Linked DNA regions of Sus scrofa: all the other regions are linked to region 3. A link is a contact called in public Hi-C and HiChIP or PLAC-seq data. All regions are on one chromosome and are shown on one strand. Each heading gives the region's core, a stretch centred on a gene start, on an enhancer-like site or on the middle of the called end of the contact. The rest is flanking DNA. Distances are from core to core; before and after follow the strand shown. Region 1 overlaps SPATA31D1 (spermatogenesis-associated protein 31D1). Region 2 has its middle 130 kb from the start of SPATA31D1. Region 3 holds the start of LOC100524475 (transducin-like enhancer protein 1).

Region 1 (3,529 bases), core at 503-3,002, 180 kb after region 3:
TTGAATCCATGTCCTAGACTGTGTACACCTGCTCCCCTGGAATACCACAGCTGTTTACTAGACTAAGCTGGGGTCATCAAAGAAGACTGAAATTATCCATTCAGTCTATTTTATTGCAGAAGGTATACACTACATTTCCATCCAGTTGTCACAGAAAAGCATTACTATGTCAATTGTTTGTGAAGTTCACTCAGGTGAAGATTGCAGGTTTCAAGGTAGTACTGGATAAAATTTGGTGTTGAGTCCTTATCTTCATACTCGAAAGAAAACAGTCCCATATTCAGTGTCCAAATTATGTGCAGACATCAAGTTTCCAAGCCTTCTGAGACAAAACACACACATACACATACACACGTGTGTACATGTAGACACACACAAAAGACAGAATTAAGGAAAAAAGAAATAATCCTGCTCTGGCCTCAGTTTCCAATTTGTAAAATGAGAAGACCAGGCTAGAAAGGTCTCAAGGTCACTTCCAGCTCTGACGTTAGCAGACAGTTCAAGTCCTGTGCATGTACTAGCCCTTTGTGGGATTAAAGACACAGGTTGCTCTCCAGCAAAACTTTAATTGCAGAGCTTTAATTAGAAAAAGAATCAAAATACTCTTTCAGATTATGTTTTTTTAATTTTATTTTTAATTGTGTTTTTATTATTTCCATTTTATTTTAAAAGAAAAGTGTGAAAGCTGCAATTTGCCAAACTGCTGCACGTTTCCTTGCCATACAACTGCCCTAGCAAGTTAACTTAAAACAATTTTCTAAAATGTATTTTTAATGAGAAACTTAGATCCCTAAAATTTGTCTTAAACATTTTTTTTTTTCCTTCAGACCTCTTATAGGGCTCTAGAGTTTCCATACCTCAGTGCCAAGAGCATGGCAAAGGAATTTGGCTCAGCTTAGTAATTACCTTGTGTTAGTCTAGCTCAAAGTTGTTTTTCTCTTAATGGCTTAAGAGAGCCATTCGAATGCTTTGATTTTAGTAATAAAAGTTCCAGTGGGCAGAGTAGGTGAATGCCCATGTAATGTTTAGCCTATTAAAAGGGCCATATCCAAGGCTTACAAAGAGTAAAGTCTTACTAGCAACTCTGAATAAGGGTAGGTCAATGTAGAAAAAGGCGTGAGAAAATAAGAGAGCTAAAGTAATTCTGGAAGTGTCCTTCTCTCCAAATAAGATCCCATGATTATAATGGACATTTGTTTTTGCCCTCTTTTGTGGCAAGAGGGAAGAATCTCTCCAAAGTCTCTCTGTGTACTTCCAGACGGCTGACTCACCCCAGGCTTCATAGTGGAGCATGTACATGCGACTACAGTTTCTCAAACTGTCTACAGTGAAGGACCATTTTGCTTCCTCTCCCACACCTCCATCCTTTGTGGGCTGGCACTTGCACAAAGTATTATAAAAATGAATTGCTGGAAAAATGGCACAGTGGCCCACAAAATACAGGCCTCAATTTTTTATTATTAGATTTAATTAATCTGTCAAATTGTAACAAAAGTTTCTAATCATCTTTAATTTCTATACTTATCTTGTTGCAGTTGATGACAAAAATATGGAAACAGCCACTGATCCATGGACCACACTTTGAGTAGCACTGGTTTAAACTAGGCCAGTAATATCCTCTGGTTCCCAGTAATTATTTTAGGGGTGTTTTTATGGCCTGAGCTGTTTCCAGTTAGTTGAATATTGGGACTTTAGTTGAGAAACTGTGGCAACAATTCTGTTTGTCCTGGCTGGATGCCATCTTGGGACTACGAGAGATGTGGCTTAAGAATGAGTCAACACCAAGAAAGCACAACCAAGAGATGGTGAGCCAGAAGCTGAATCTTCTCCTGTCTTGTGGAGAAATAGAAGCCAATAAATTAAAATGCTTTGCTTAAGGTAGAATTCATCAGGTTTTCTATTATCGGCAAAAAGAGTTCTATGTGATACAGTGATTAATCTGCATATTTCCCCCTCACTCTCAACCAGCTTGCCAGACATCTTTCCCAAACAGAGATCTGGGCATGCCATTCTTCTCATTACGAAAACCTTAGCTTCCCACTGCCTTGGTAGAAAGTTCAAGGTTCTTAAACTGTCATTCAAAGTCTTTCACAATTGAGATCCCTTCTTTTTTTAGCCTACTTTTTGGCTACTCTCATCCTCAGACACATGCCTGATGCTTTAGTGTGATCAGATATGCACTTTATATATGTTACAGGTTTGCTCATGTTTCACTTTGGCTGGATTGCATTTCCTCTTCCCACACCCTTTTCTAAGAATAGACCCTTGAGAACATAAGGCATTAATTACTTTAAAATGTTAAACATTATGCATCACCATCATTCCTGCTGATTCAAAGGCTAATTTCAAGAGTGTTGGCAGGAGGGGAAATTGATGCACCCGGAATTTGATAAAAATTGCATTTAGACCCCAAAGATGTAATTTCATAGGGAGTCTGATATGGTCTTGTTACCAGAAGTCTCAGAAAACAACAAGCTTAGACAAAGTGTAACTTTTAAGTTATTGTGAAAATGAATGAGCAAGAGATGGAAGCGTATGTCTGCACCAAAATATGTACGTAAGTATTCTTAGCAGCTTTATTCATAATAGCCAAAAGTAGAAACAACCCAAATGTTCATCAGCTGATCAATGTATAAACAAAATGTGGTATATCCACACAATGGAGTATTACTTGCCATGAAAGACATGAAGTACAGATGCATGTTATAACATGGACGAACCCTGAAAACGTTATGCTAAGTGAAAGAAGCCAAATACAAAAGGCCACATAGTGGATAGTTCCATTCATATGAATTCCAGAGTTGGCAAATCTGTAGAGAAAGTACATTAATGATAACCTAGGGCTGGGGATAATGATGAGATTGAAGGGTGAAGTCTAAGGGGACAGAGTTTCTTTTTTAGAGTGATGCAAATATTTTAAAATTGAATGTAGTGATAGATGCACAACATTGTGAATATACTAAAAGCCATTAAAAGCCACTTTTAATGGGTGAATTGTATGGTATGTGAGTTATATCTCAATAATGTGGTATTTAAAAAAATGAGTTTATAGGAGCTTTATTCATAGGTTCCAAAACTGTGAAGCAAACAAGATGTCCAAGGTGAATGGATAAATCAGCTGTGGTCCATCCAGGCAATGGACCAGTATTCAGTGCTAAAGAGATATGCGCTATTAAGCCATGAAAATACATTCAGTAACTTTAATTGCATGTTTCTAAATGAAAGAAGCCAATATTAAAAGGCTACACACTGTATGATTTCAACTATCTGATATTCTGAAAAAGGCCAAATTCTGGGGACAATAAAAAGGTGAGTGGTTTCCAGTGATTGGTGTGGAAGATGCAGTGAATAGGCAGAGCACAGAGGATTTTAGGGCAGTGAAACTACTCTGTCCAATACTGTGATGATGGATACATGCCATTATCTGTTTGTTTAAACCCATGTAAACCATGGCCTCTGGGTGACAAGGATATGTCAATGTAGGTTTGATTGTAACAAACGTCTCACTCTGATGCTAGATGTTGATAGG
Region 2 (3,709 bases), core at 492-2,991, 130 kb before region 3:
GTCACAGCAACCATTATATTAGTACAAAAGTTTTCCAGATGATCTAGCCCTATTATCTGCAATTTCAGTATCTCTACTTAGTCTCTGTACATGCATAGCAATAAATCTACTATAAGCTAGTGCCCCAAGAGGGGAGGAAAATAAACATAAACCCTCTACTAAAAAGTAGTTGCTTTCTTAAGAGCAGTTACAGCAGAGATACTTTAATGACTATGAATTCATTTGGGAAGTATATTCCTCATAGCAGGAATCCTCTGTCCTCCAGTCATCTTCCTTTCCTCTCTATTTCTGAGACTCCCTGAGTCCACAATAGTACGGCACCAAAATGTAGAATTTATCCAGTGGGCTTAACTCTCAGAAAGATTGGGATCATGAAATATATCAAAGATGTTTAGCTAAGTCATAATTTGAGATGGGTGTATTTTGTAGGATTGTTTTTTTTTGGTTCAGTATAATGTAGATCCACATTTTTAAAAAAAAGCTTAACCAGGAGTTCCCATTGTGGCGCAGTGGTTAATGAATCTGACTAGGAACCATGAGGTTTCAGGTTTGATCCCTGCCCTTGCTCAGTGGGTTAAGGATCTGGCATTGCCATGAGCTGTGGTGTGAGTCGAGGACGTGGCTTGGATCCCGTGTTGCTGTGGCTTTGGCGTAGGCTGGCAGCTGCAGCTCTTATTCGACCCCTAGCCTGGGAACCTCCATGTGCCACAGGAGCGGCCCAAGAAATGGCAAAAAGACCACAAAAAAAAAAAAAAAGCTTAACCAAATATTATATATTTCCCTTGTAACAAGCCTAGGAGTAGGCCATTCTGTTCTATCTTTTCACTCTGTCATCTTTAGCATTTTGCTTTCACCCCTCCTAACCTCAAAATGGCAGCTAGACCCCCAAGCATCATATCCATGTTCCAGACAGGAAGAAGAAAGAAGTGACAAAGAGGAAATGGAAATGTCTTTATCAGGAAAACAAAACTTTCCTAGATATCCCTAAGAGAATTCAGCTTGTGTCTTGTTGGCCAGAATTAAAAGAAAAGCTGTGAGGAAAGTTACATCATGGGCTGTTTTTATTAGACATGCTGCCACCTCAAACAAATCAGGGTTCTAATGGGAAGGATAAGAAAGAATGGTACAAATATTTAATGCCAAAATTCTAGAATTTCAATCCGTGGAGAAAGTAATTAAGCTTCTCAAAGGAAAGCATAATATCATATTCACTTTTTGCTCTCCAAGTGCTGACACATAGTACATGGTCATCCAGCAACTATTTCTTGAGCCCCTATTGTATGCCAGGTGCTATTTTAGGTGCTTGGGATACACCCAGATAAAAATTCTTGTCCCCTTAGATCTTACATTCTAGCAGGCAGAGACAGATAATAAACTATAGCCACAATAAATAAATAAAGTCTAGAGTTTGTTCAAAGGTGATAAATTCTATGGAAAAAAGGAAAGTATAGCTGACTAAAGAGAATTATGAGGGGAAGGTGGAATGGACCGGTTGGAACAAAAATAACGCAAGGCTTATATATTAATTTGTTCCTTTCATTCCTCAGACCTTTTGAATTTCTAGAACATATAGTATGCTTTATCTTGGAAAAAATAGTTCATTCTTTTTTCAACTCCCATTCTTGAAAATGCTGAATCCAACTGCTGTTATTTACACAAGAAATGTCAATGACTGTGTCACATAGTGTACTGGGCTAGACATTGCCTCACACAGGGAGTACTGTTTGCAATTTACTTAAAGGGTCTAATTCCATAAGGAAGAAAGAAAATTCTGAGGGGAAAAAAAGAGCAATCCACAAAGAGAAAATGCTCTTCTGACCTGGCGCCTTTTGAGTGTCAGAGCAAGCCTTTCTGGAGAATGTGGCTCTTCAATAGGCATAATACAACTGGATTAACTCTCCTCTGCTTTAAATTATAAAAATAAGAACTACACACACACACACACACACACACACACACAAAGTTACATTTCCGAGTTAAAAAAAAAAAAATCCAAAATCAACATCTCCCAAGGGATTGGGGTTTGATTGATTTTATTTAAAGTCTGGGTGGGTTTCTGACCACTAAATATTTGCTTAATTATCCCTGCAATGAAGAGTGATGCTCTCATTAGTAGGGGTTAGAAGCCCATCTGTGTTCTCTGTCGGTTTTTTGTACAGGATTGTAAACCTGCAAATTGCATGTACAGTTGGGGAGTTGGAAAATTATAATTGCAGCTCTGATATTCATTATCCCATGAACTTGGGTAAAGCAATTTTTTTCCCCTGGGCCTTGGCCTATTTGTGCATAAACTGTAGTTAATAGTACTCTACTATAATACACAATTTCAACACTATTTTATGCTAAGCCAAAAGTCTTGCCTTGTGTTCTGCTTGCTGGCAAAAAGCAACGCTCTCCCAGATCCTGAAGCTGAGGTTATTACAGAGTCCAAAACAACTGTTGTACCATTAGACAGCAAGAGGAATCTTATCGCTTTAGAATTTGCAAACACAGAAATCACAAAGATGCCACATTCCCGGTCCCTAAAGAAAACCGGAAGTGAACACCTCTCCAGAAGGACATGAAATGCTGTGAGGTGAATTTCACGAATGTTTAGGGAAATGAATGAACCAAAGTCATCTGATAGCTACTCTCAGTAGAGGCAAATCCAGATTTTTTTTGTGAGGCCTGGAGCTTCTTAAAACATTTTGTCAGGGAGAGGGAGGTGCCCTTTAATAAAAGAAATACTTTGTATTTCTTTAGAATGAAAAAAAGTCACAACATATTATTAATTTTTTTTAATAGAAAAGATCACAAAGGTCACAAAATGTATAAAAATATGTTGACGTTTGTCCCTATCTGCTGCACCTCCATAATATTTTTTCCACATTTTTTGCTTGCACCTTTGGCTATCTCTTCATATAATTTTGAAAAGCATTTTCCAAGGCAGATTTACAATGAAACGGATGAAGCTTCAGCTTTAGGCGCCTCACTCCCATTCAGTTCCCTGCGAGGACCTATGCCAATTTTGTATTTTCCACTATTCCCTTCACAAAAGAAAAAAAAATATATGGTGTCTTTATAACTGTGTATGTTGCATTATCAGGTTATATTCCTGAGAGGAAAGAACTTCCACTTACTCACCTTCAATGAGAACCAAATTTTCTACTAAGAACTGACAATGAGACATATTTTCCATACTAGTTTCTGACTCTGTATGTTTCAAGTTTTGTTTTTTCTCCACTACTCATACCCTTACAATGCTGGTCTATGAAACTCAGTCCAACTCCTCCACACGTTCAGGATGCAACACTGGCTCAAATAGTCAATGGGCACTGGGAGGGTTCCTGGAAACCACTCCCCTAGAAGAACACCTAGGGTAATTCTCATTCTATTTTTTTTCTTTCTTTTTTTCCTATCTTTTTAGGGCTGCCTCCATGGCATATGGAAGTTCCCAGGCTAGAGGTCGAATTGGAGCTGCAGCTGCTGGCCTACACCACATTTCACAGCAACACTGGATCCTTAACCCACTGAGAGAGGCATGGGATCAAAACCCACATCCTCATGGATACTAGTTGGATTCGATACTGCTGAGCCACGACAGGAACTCCCTAATTCTCATTCTAAATAAACACCCACTATGTGCTTCTGAAGTGACTTGAACCACATAAACATATCTCACTAAACTCAGACTACATGTATTGCCAACTAAACTTGCTCTTAGCTAGAT
Region 3 (3,848 bases), core at 54-2,553:
AACTCAATTCTCCGCTCAATTTCCAACTTTAATCCCGCCGAGGAAAATTAAGCTGAGAAGCCGGGCAGTAGCGGGAAGTGCGGGGGGCGCGCTGGCCACGCACGCAGGCGCGCTCCGCTGGGCGCAGAGGCCACTCGGCGCCCAGCAGCTCCTGTTCCCGCCGGTGCGGGCTCCCACCTTCAGGGCCACATCACAGGGCACCCCGGGCCCCGCTGCACCTAGAACCTGCGGGGCGCCGCCGGCGCCCGGGGCCGCACTCCAAATCGCGAGCCTGGGCCGCCGGGACGAGGAGGTGGGGGCGCGGTGACTCGCTGCGCTCCCCTCAGCGATCCGCGTGTGCCGCACCCGTCCCGGGCAAACAAATCCAGGCGGGTTGCTCTCCACCGTTCTTCTCCCGGTCCGCCTCCTAGCCGGGTTTTCCCCGCGGCGCCAGCAGCCGGGGAGGTGCAGGTGGCAAGCGCCCCCGCTAACCCCACAAAACAAATGTGACGACGTTCACAGCCGACCCCTGCAGGTCCGGGAGGCGCCCAAGACCGGGCGCTCGCAGGGTCCCTGGAGGCGGCGAGGGGCGAGGTCCGGGCCCCGGGGGAGGCTCCGTGTCCGGCGCTCCGCAGGCTTAACCCGAGCGGAGGAGCGCGGGATGACGACGAGGTGGGCAAAGTGTGGAGGGCGCGCCGGGAGGCGTCTCGGCACGCCCCGTGCGGGCCGCTCTTGCTGTTTTCCGCGGTTGTACAAACCCTCTTGGCCCGACGGGACTACTCGGCGGAGAGTAGTCCCGCAGCCTTCCGCTGCTCCTCGACCCCTGGGCGCATCCGAGCAACACGGCCCGTGCACACTCGCCGCACACGGCCCGCCCGGCCACTCCGGACCCCTTCTTCCGATCCTCTCCGTCAGCCCTCTTTCTTTCCTTCTCTTCGTCTACCTCTCCGCAAAGGGCGCTCCAGCCCGCTCCAAAGTTCTCTCACGACCCGGGGAACGACATCCACTCGATGGTAGGGAAAAGCGCAAGAGTGCGCTCCGACGCTTGGCCTCCTTCCCCAGCAGGCAAACTCCGTGGGCGAGTCCGGAGTAATCGCCAAGGGCCAGCGAAGGTCCGGGCTGGTGGCGAGGGAGCCGCCCGGCCGTGCGAGGGTGGGGGTAGCGCAGTCGGCTGCCTCAGGGACGCGGGGCAGAGGGTGCCCGCCGCCGCTGCTGCTGCTCCTGCAGCCGCCGCCGCCACCGCCGCCGCCGCCGCCGCCGCCCGCGCCTCTCGCGCCGGTTACATTAACACGCGGTTTCACACTCCGGAGCTAACCAGCGCCGGCCCCGCCCAGCCCTGCGCGGGCGGGGGCGAGAGCGAGGAGCTGGCGGGGTACGTGGGCCCGGCGAGTGGAGAGGGGGGAGCGGGAAGGCCCGTGTCAGCCAATCGCATGCGCCAGACCCAACGTGGGGTGGTGACGCGACACCTCCCCAGAGCCTATGGCAGCGCGGCACCGGACGGGCTGTCTCCCCTTCTCCCTCCTTTCTCTCCCGCCCCGCTTGCTTCCCTCTCCGCCGTCTCCCCCGTCTCTCCTCCCATCCACCCCCACCTCCCCTCCGCCAGCCGCGTCCTCCCGGGCTCGGCGAGGAACTGTTCCTGAAGGAGCCGCGGGACGCCGAAACCAGCCAATGGAAAGCGGCGAGACGCGAAGATTGGCACCGGGGATGGGAAGGTCGGAGAGAAGGAGAGCGGCGGGGCCGGGCTGTCAGTCAAAGTAACGTGGGGCAAGCAAGGGAACGCGCGGGAGCGCGCAAGCGGGAGGGACAGGCCAACGTGCAGCGGTCGAAGCTGGGGGCTCGAATTTGCAAAAATGCTGCCCACTTGTCACTTTTCCCTTTAATGAAAATCTTTAGATCTCAGTGAAACTCAGAGACTAACCCCGTAGGTTCTTATGAGGGAGAAGGGGTGCTTTTTGGTAGTTCGAGCCAAAGGAATCTTTCGGTGCTTGTCCCCTGTTTGATGCTACTATTGAAAGTGAGGTCACATTCAAAAATTTCTCTGAGGATTGTTTTTCCTCGAGCTGCCTTTTGGCGGATGCAGGAGAAGTGGACTGTGCACTTGGTGGAAAATGCGTACATGAGCAACTCATTGGCTGGCGTACATACAGCAGCCGCCTAAGACTAGGCTTTTAATGCCCACGCCCCCTTTGCACCCAAGGTGGTAGGAGTTGGTTTTTATTAGAAAATTTCAAACCACCTTGCAAAAAGATCGGGCTGCCTTGATTTGGCGGGAAGGAACCCAGGGTAAGGCACGCGCGTCGTAGTCTCAGATGCGATATTTTGCCCGCGGCGCGAAATTTCGGTTCTTCTGTTAAAAGTCCAGATTTCGCTGTGTTGGGAGATAGAGAGCTGCTCAGACTTCTAGGGGCTTCTCAGCAACATGACCACGAGTCTGTTTCCAATTAGTAGAAACAAAGAGAGAGAGTGTGTGGGATAAACAGCATCTAGACCTGAAAAACCTGTCCTGCCCACCCCACCTCCATAGTTCGGATGGTACCCCCACCCCCGCCCCTCTGGCCGGCTGAGCTGTGTAAGGCATTGATTGGGAAGCTTTGGATAAATGACCTGGCTAAAATTCTTATGAGGTGGAACTTGACTTAAAAGGGATTCCAAAAATTTAAATAGACAAGGCAAAATGTATAAATCTCCAGTTTGGATCTGTTTTTCTAAATACACCACATAGCAAATACACCACATAGCAGAAAATCTTATATATTGCTGCATTTATTTGAGTTATTTCCACGTGATTGGTAAGTGAATAATGCCGTTTTAGCCAAATGGTGGTGAATTCTTCCATAAGAAAGACACATCTTTGACAAGCATTTATCTTAGGTTGGAACGTACTGAATTTTTTGGTGTTAATTGCCCCAATGTTCCCATTATTTTACCTTCAAGAGAGTTATGGAAAGGCATTTATTAATCAGAAATAACGTTCTATTTTGAGATTTGCTTTTACGGAGAACTTTTTCTGGAAATATTAAAAGAATCATTTTAGACAATACATTTCAATGGTGGAGTTCTTAAAAATGTTTAATATTGATTTGTCTATAATTGGATCAATCTCAAATATCAATTATAAATGAAAAATTAAAGGAGCGATTTTAGGCAGTCTGTATAAGGTCATAGTAATTCTCCAACAAGTTCAGCATTGTGGCTTTGCCATGTTCTCATTAAGTGAGGTTGGAGAGTGGTTCCTATTATTCATTTTTCTAACTTGGAAAATCAATAGGAAGGAAGCGCTGCCCCTTTTTTGGTTAAATTTGGTGATGACAAGACAGGTTTTCTCCATATACAAGAATTTTTGAATTATATGGCTATCGGCAATTAAGCTTTGTCCTTTGGCTGCCTGCGCCTCTTGAAATCATCTAGTTATTGGCTGGCTTCTACCAGTCTATTGTTGGTTCATCCCATAATCAGCTCCAGGATTGTATAGCAAGTGCCACACATAGACCTGTGCATGCTGGGACAGCTAGGGCAACTAAGACTTCTCCCTGGCTTATCCACACTTTACTTTGATTTACTAGCACAAGCTGGTAGTTAAGTTTAAATAGAGAAGTTAAAACTGGAGCAAAAGGGTTGCTGCTTCTCTTTTTCTCCGCTCTCCCATCCTCTTCAAAAATCAGTTCTAACACATTACCTTTAAATGTTCTCTAACATAACTGTTCATAGCAAACATGTCTACTCACCATATTTCCTAGTTTGCCATGGGTAAAAATTAGAAATTCTCTTTTAACAAGTGTTTCTTTTCCATTAGAGTCTGACACTCCAGGTCTTCTGATTACCTTATGATATAGTATCTGGAGAAAAGAAAGAGCAATGATTTGAAAATT

What was found. Hi-C and Micro-C count contacts between places; a contact is called where the count stands out from the background. HiChIP or PLAC-seq counts read pairs in DNA pulled down with a chosen protein or histone mark.
Region 1: a contact with region 3 is called in a Hi-C map of embryonic fibroblasts, with 2.0 times the contacts expected there. The contact joins the enhancer-like site here to the promoter of LOC100524475 in region 3. A contact is called at or near these places in 1 of 5 promoter capture datasets (liver) and 4 of 47 Hi-C or Micro-C datasets (embryonic fibroblasts, fibroblasts and liver).
Region 2: a contact with region 3 is called in an H3K27ac HiChIP or PLAC-seq map of skeletal muscle, with 3 times the contacts expected there. The contact joins the enhancer-like site here to the promoter of LOC100524475 in region 3. A contact is called at or near these places in 17 of 47 Hi-C or Micro-C datasets (brain, embryonic fibroblasts, fetal heart ventricle and 8 more) and 1 of 2 datasets of contacts at active chromatin or transcription factors (skeletal muscle).

The regions. Positions count from the first base shown.
Region 1 is chr1:234,547,594-234,551,122 of Sscrofa11.1, forward strand. All of the region lies in intron 3 of SPATA31D1 (spermatogenesis-associated protein 31D1), which reads left to right. Among named protein-coding and RNA genes, the nearest start is that of SPATA31D1, 180 kb to the left of the region's middle. Within about 2 kb of position 1,753, at least 5 of the 83 cell types and tissues checked have an H3K27ac peak or open chromatin away from gene starts, as enhancers often do. A contact at or near this core is called in embryonic fibroblasts and liver, where this site is marked.
Region 2 is chr1:234,234,425-234,238,133 of Sscrofa11.1, forward strand. No RefSeq gene overlaps it. Among named protein-coding and RNA genes, the nearest start is that of SPATA31D1, 130 kb to the right of the region's middle. Within about 2 kb of position 1,742, at least 3 of the 83 cell types and tissues checked have an H3K27ac peak or open chromatin away from gene starts, as enhancers often do. A contact at or near this core is called in skeletal muscle, where this site is marked.
Region 3 is chr1:234,369,352-234,373,199 of Sscrofa11.1, forward strand. LOC100524475 (transducin-like enhancer protein 1) reads right to left here and starts at 1,304. Exons shown (of 20, transcript XM_003480540.4): 1 at 1-1,304. It overlaps SPATA31D1 (spermatogenesis-associated protein 31D1), which reads left to right and starts at 1,615. Exons shown (of 7, transcript XM_005660180.3): 1 at 1,615-1,733.